2 separate regions of the Mus musculus genome follow, and region 1 is linked to region 2. A link is a contact called in public ChIA-PET data. All regions are on one chromosome and are shown on one strand. Each heading gives the region's core, a stretch centred on a gene start, on an enhancer-like site or on the middle of the called end of the contact. The rest is flanking DNA. Distances are from core to core; before and after follow the strand shown. Region 1 overlaps Elf4 (E74-like factor 4 (ets domain transcription factor)). Region 2 has its middle 26 kb from the start of Bcorl1.

What was found. ChIA-PET counts read pairs in DNA pulled down with a chosen protein or histone mark.
Region 1: a contact with region 2 is called in an RNA polymerase II ChIA-PET map of memory CD8 T cells, with 122 read pairs. The contact joins two enhancer-like sites. A contact is called at or near these places in 5 of 39 promoter capture datasets (the HPC-7 cell line, cranial neural crest, embryonic stem cells and 1 more) and 2 of 115 datasets of contacts at active chromatin or transcription factors (embryonic stem cells and memory CD8 T cells).

The regions. Positions count from the first base shown.
Region 1 is chrX:48,423,532-48,426,307 of GRCm38.p6, forward strand. Elf4 (E74-like factor 4 (ets domain transcription factor)) reads right to left here. Exons shown (of 9, transcript NM_001381876.1): 2 at 547-823. The coding sequence starts at 618. Among named protein-coding and RNA genes, the nearest start is that of Elf4, 29 kb to the right of the region's middle. Within about 2 kb of position 1,295, at least 157 of the 459 cell types and tissues checked have an H3K27ac peak or open chromatin away from gene starts, as enhancers often do. A contact at or near this core is called in the HPC-7 cell line and memory CD8 T cells, where this site is marked.
Region 2 is chrX:48,313,516-48,316,252 of GRCm38.p6, forward strand. No RefSeq gene overlaps it. Among named protein-coding and RNA genes, the nearest start is that of Bcorl1, 26 kb to the right of the region's middle. Within about 2 kb of position 1,251, at least 256 of the 459 cell types and tissues checked have an H3K27ac peak or open chromatin away from gene starts, as enhancers often do. A contact at or near this core is called in the HPC-7 cell line and memory CD8 T cells, where this site is marked.

The DNA.
Region 1 (2,776 bases), core at 45-2,544, 110 kb after region 2:
CTACCGTAGTTTCCAACATCCTCCTGCCCAAAGACCCCATTCCTGGCATGTCCTGAATCCTTAGGCCGAGAAGACATTTATGAGCGAGCCCATCGACTGGTTTGGAGCCCTGAGTGTGAAGATGCTAAGACTCCAATGCTGTGCTTTAAATGCAGCTGGCAGTGCCCTCTTTGCTATGGAGTTGTCCCAGCAGTTTGCTCACTGTGACACTGGGGCTAAAGGGAAGTAGCAGACATCCTACATGATGTTCAGTTGTATGCAACTGTCTGTGTAGTTCCATTTGCCAGTTGACTCACAGCCCAGCTGGTTTGCTTAATAACTGCTTGGCTAGCCTAGTGACTACATGTATTATAATGGCATGTAGCCAACCAGCTCCCTGAGTGACCATCCAGTGACTCCTAGGGAGTAGCTGGTGCCTGATGGGTATTTGCTGACTAGTTATCTGTCAAGTTCCCCCACCCCTTGGACTCACAGGCTGGCTGTTCACGGCTATGTCTCCCTAATTGCCCATACTGACTGACTGTTTTACTCCCAGAGACCATATACCTGGTGGATATCATCCATCCCGTTGCTTGCAAACTCGAAGACCAGATCACTGGGCTGCAGAGCAATAGCCATACTGGCTTCTGCCAGAGCTGACAATGAGACTCCCCCGGCTCCCTGGAGCTGCGGTGGTTTGTTGTCGAACAGAAGTTATTCAGGTATGTTAGGATCAATCTAGTGCCTTCTCTGAGCCTCTGGGGAGGATAACCAGAGTTGGAGTGGGTGTGGACTATGCCAGGCTCAAGATTGCATGCTGGGCTATGCCAACCACAAGAGCAACCTACAGAGAAGGGAGAGATGGAAACAGTAAGCCAATTTCCCTGAGCTCCGTGCCCTAATCAGCTAGTGAAGCCAAGAGGCTCTGCTGTGCCTAGACAGACTTCCAGCAGAGACAGAGTAGGAAGGGACCAGGCCTGACGCGGGGCACTAGGAGGAAAAATCTGTAACTAACTATCCTGGCTTGAGAAAGACTCATGTACGTGTGGCTTAGAGGGGACACAGGGTGTTCATGGGCTCAGTTTACCTTAGAAGTGAGGACCAGCTGACTCAAGGAACAGTCTACAGAGGAAGAAATGTCTCACTTGGGGTTGCGGGGAGGGGTGTCTGGGCTGGTAGGTCACATGCCTTGCATGCTTGTTAGCAACCCTACCCCCATTGCCCACCACAGGGTGGCCTCTGCACTGTGCTGCCTGTGGGTTTGTGTTCTCGGCTGAGCTTTGCTTTCAGTTTCAGGACTGAGCTATCACCCTGGGAACTTGTGAGGAGAGCCCTGGCTGGGGGAGGGGCCAGCAGAACCTTCCTCATCTTCTATGGCTGGCTCATCCCCCATATTCCAGGAAGTCTCTGTCTGCTGAAACCCACACGAGTCTTTCCCCAGTGCCTCCCAAGCTAGCCAGGCACTGCAGCTGCCTGTAGTTTCCCCGGGATCTACTCCTCAATTACCAGAGCCCCAGGCTGCTTCTAGCAAGATCACCTGGGGCCAACTCCCAAAGCTCTGGTTTCCAGACTCCTTCTGACCGACTTCTCTGCTCTTTCCACCTGGACCCTACTGGCCTTTGCACCTGTCCAGGTACCTGGTCTTTTGCCCTTCAGGTTCCTGAACTCGTGATGTGTTTTCAATGTGTGCAATAACGACAAGCAGGCTGACTCAACCACCAGAGACAGGCTAGAACCCAGGCTACCCACTAGAGCACACATCGAAACGCCTTGACATTCCATCTGTAGTGCCAGGATGGCAAACTCTTATCCTGGCTGGGAAATAAACGAGGAACTCCGGGTGAGACTTAAAGAGGGGTAAAAGAAGGGTGCCACAAGTGACCTCTCTGATGACCGCTCTCCTCCACTGGAGGAGACACCCAAGCCTCTCCCACTTCCTTTCCGTTAGCCCACAGGGTTAGCCCCGCCCAGTCTCCACCCCCACACCTTTCCACCTACTCCATCAAACAGCCTGGAGAAGTTGCTAGGCTGTTTTATCCACCAGAGTTGAATTTCCCTTTAGATGGAAGAGAGAACGCGGTTAGGTCTATCACTTGTGGAACTACAGGGGCTGGGGAGTGAGGAGCAGTAGGGCTAACAGCCTTATTCTGGCTCCATCCTTTCATCTTGCCTCACCCAACCCTGCATGTGACCTTATCCCTCATGGCCTGCAAAATCTTGCAGGACCACTTGCATCTGGCTCCCCTAGCCTAAGTGCCCTTAAGGCAAGCATTCCATAGTTCCTGCTCTCCCACCAGCCAGGGTGTCTGCCCTTGGGGAACATTCTCATAGTAGTCATATGAAAGGTGATCACTTTCATCTAAACCCACCAGGTCCAAGAGTCTGCATCTGCTCCTGCCCCAGGTCATTCACTGGGGCCCTTCCGTTCAAGGTATCTTTGTCTTCTTGCTTTCTCTTCCTAAGCCAGTGTTTCATTTTCAAAAGTTCTGCTGGTACTATTTGCTTAGGAAACCTCTATGCATTGTCCTGACCTCCCAAGTCAGACACTGGCTTCCTTGACCGTAGGGATAACTGTGGATCATTGATAAGACATCGACACCTTGCCTTGTGTTTGGTTTATGAAATAAATGCAAAAAGGGGGGGGGGAGCAGCAATCGGCATGGTGATTCAAGCCTGCAATGCCAGTATTTGAGAGTTGTGATGGACAGATCACTGTGGTGTCGAGGTTAGCCTGGGCTATAAAATCCAGGTTTGGGGAGACAGCTCAGTCTTTAAAGTACTTTCTATGAAAACGTGA
Region 2 (2,737 bases), core at 1-2,500:
TCTCGAAAAACAAAAACAAAACAAAAAAATCATCTCCATCACTTGAATACTTATGACCTAGCACAGGTGACAGAAACAATAAAACATGCTACCAAAACTATGGCAACGAGAATTAATAAAGAATCATTCAGCCATTTGAAGTGGCGAGCTAGAGGGACTTGGGGGAGAATATGGCTGCTTAATCTGACCCCGAAGCACAAACCCCATTCTAATCTCTATTACCATCTCCCTGCGTGAGCTCAGCAAATGATTAAGCCATCTGGGTGGCCTCAGTTTCTCCACCTTCAAAATGGGAGCCATAAACTGAGCGAAGCTGCTTGTGTTTTTGAAATGCTGAAGGAGCTCAATCAAGTTCAAAGCCAGTGTGGGCTCCGTGGTGAAGTCCAGACCAGTCTGAGGTACCTAGCAAGACTCCGCCTCAATAAGTAAATAATTAAATAGAAAAATAAAACAATCAGGGGCGGTAATCTGTGAAGTCAGGCCCCTGCGTGTCTGTGTCTTGTGTAGCCTACCTCTCATTTTGTTTGGACCCCACATTCAACATGGACCCCTGCAGCGAGCTGAGGGAGAGTATAACAACGATTTCCTCGCGATCCCAAGTAAACACGGTGAAGAGCCGAAGACTAAGGAAAATTGAGATTGAGAGGCTGAGGGAAGTTACAAGGGAGATTCAGTTGTGCGCAGGATGTGCGTGGCCCCAAAGGAAGAGGAGAGGAGAGTTCAGAGTTTAACTTCTCTTCTGACTTAACTAACCACCTTTATGTATCAAATAATCCTTCCAAAACCTTTCCTCTCCTCCACCTTTGAAGCAAGTCCTCTACCCAACCCCAGCAATCTATCTTGAGGACCAGGGAACTGAGCTGCCCTTTCCGACCTCTTCCTCTCATTGATTGGCATCACCTTCATTTCTCTAAGGAGTCCAGCGGAGCATCTGCCTGCACTTTTTTTGTTGTTGTTGTTAAAATTCCAATCCCACTTTAGGGGAGACGATTGCCAGCTGCATTCCGTTTTGTCTTCGCTGAACAAGGACAGAGTTCCTTTTACTGGCCCTAAACTGCTCCCTGTAGAGCTTCAGCGGGGCTAGAGAGCTCCGGTCCTGGACTGGGCCAAGCAGGCTGCGCTGCCACTCCAGGATTTCCTGCACTTGGAGAGGCGAGGTCGGCTCGAACTTCGGCCTGTGGAGAAGGCAACTCCGCATCTCTTTAAGATGCAGAAACTCCCAGCCCACGCCCACACCCACGCCCCTCGGGCCACCCCCGCCCGCCTTAGGCTCCTCCCACAGCCCTCGGTGTCAAGGGCCTCCCAGCCACCTGCCCGATGCACATCCCGCGAGCAAAGCACGACCGCGGGAGAAGGAAGCGGAGATCGTGCCCACACCAGCCGGGCGCTGACTACTGCCAGCAGCTCGCTTTCCCCGGTCGTCTGCCCTTACCCAGCATGCACTTCCAGGCCCTGAGCTATCTTGGAGCCGCAGCCCTTGGGGTCAGAGCGGCCAGAAGAAACAGGAAGTTTGGGACGGTCTTAGTCCTGGGGCAGGGAGTCCGAAAAGGCAGGCCCTTCGCTCCGCGCTGCCCACCCTCCCCACCGCCCATCGCCGGCCCTCTCCATCTGGCACTTCCCTGGGGTCCGTTTCGGGGGCTGGCCTGAACTCGAAAAAAATCCAGATGTGTTAGGGGGGTCATTCAAGGCACAATCCCAGGCTTCTCTTCGCAGTAGCATCTTTAGGTATAAAGATCGAGGGTGTACAGGAAGGGAGAGAATGCCCTGGTCCTGATGAAGTGGTAGTCCCAAGGGTAAGGAAGGAGAGAGGCGATAGATTTGGGTAAGGGTAGTGACTAGAGATTCATTTCCCACGGACCGTCTCTTGGATAAGGCAATGGTTAGAACCCAGTGCAGAATCCAGAGATCATTGCTTCCGCCCTCCATCCAGCTAGTTAGCTTCTCTCCATATTAACTTTAGAGACGTTCCAGCCCATCAGGGACCATCTCACAAGTCAGCACTGCCATTCACTAGAAGCACTTGGCAAAATAGAAGTGACCCCTAATGCAGCCCTATTCTTAGTGCAGAGAACACAAAGCACATGCCCATTGAAGGTGATCTCCATCCACAGCATTTGGACAGGCAGAGAGGACTGGATTCTCTGTCCCGGGGGTCTCTCTCTCACTCCCCACTCCTAAGTCCCTACTAGCTAAACCAATGACACCACCAACTTCAATCCTCACGTTGTCGTCTCCCCACCCCCACCCCCAACTGAGAGAGGTTTGGGTAGCAGTTGCTCCCAGTGAGCTGTTTTGATCCCAGCATGCCATTTGGCCAATCCTCTTCTGGTTGTGCAGACAGGCCCTCTGTGCCTCTGCTTGGAAACACTGGTTCTCTTCCCACAACCTCACTCTTCAATCCAAAACCCGCTTCCTTGCTCACTAGACATGCCCAAGTTCTCCTGGATGATTTCCTGAATCTTCCTAGCTTTGTCTCGAGGAGGGGGCCAGGGCGTGACAAAGGTGCAAGTCTTAAATGGCTTGAAAGTAAGACTGTGACGGTAATAATTCAAGGGTTTTAGAACGGTTGTAAAGTGAGAGTATTACTGGCATAGTTTCTGCCTCGGACACCCCCAGGCAGAATTAATTGGTCCTTTTTCTGTGCTCTCCTAATGCAGTCTTAATCTTTATGCCTCTATTATCACATTGTATTGTAATTATTTGTTTATGTGTTTGTCTGCCCCGTCGAAGGTGAGCC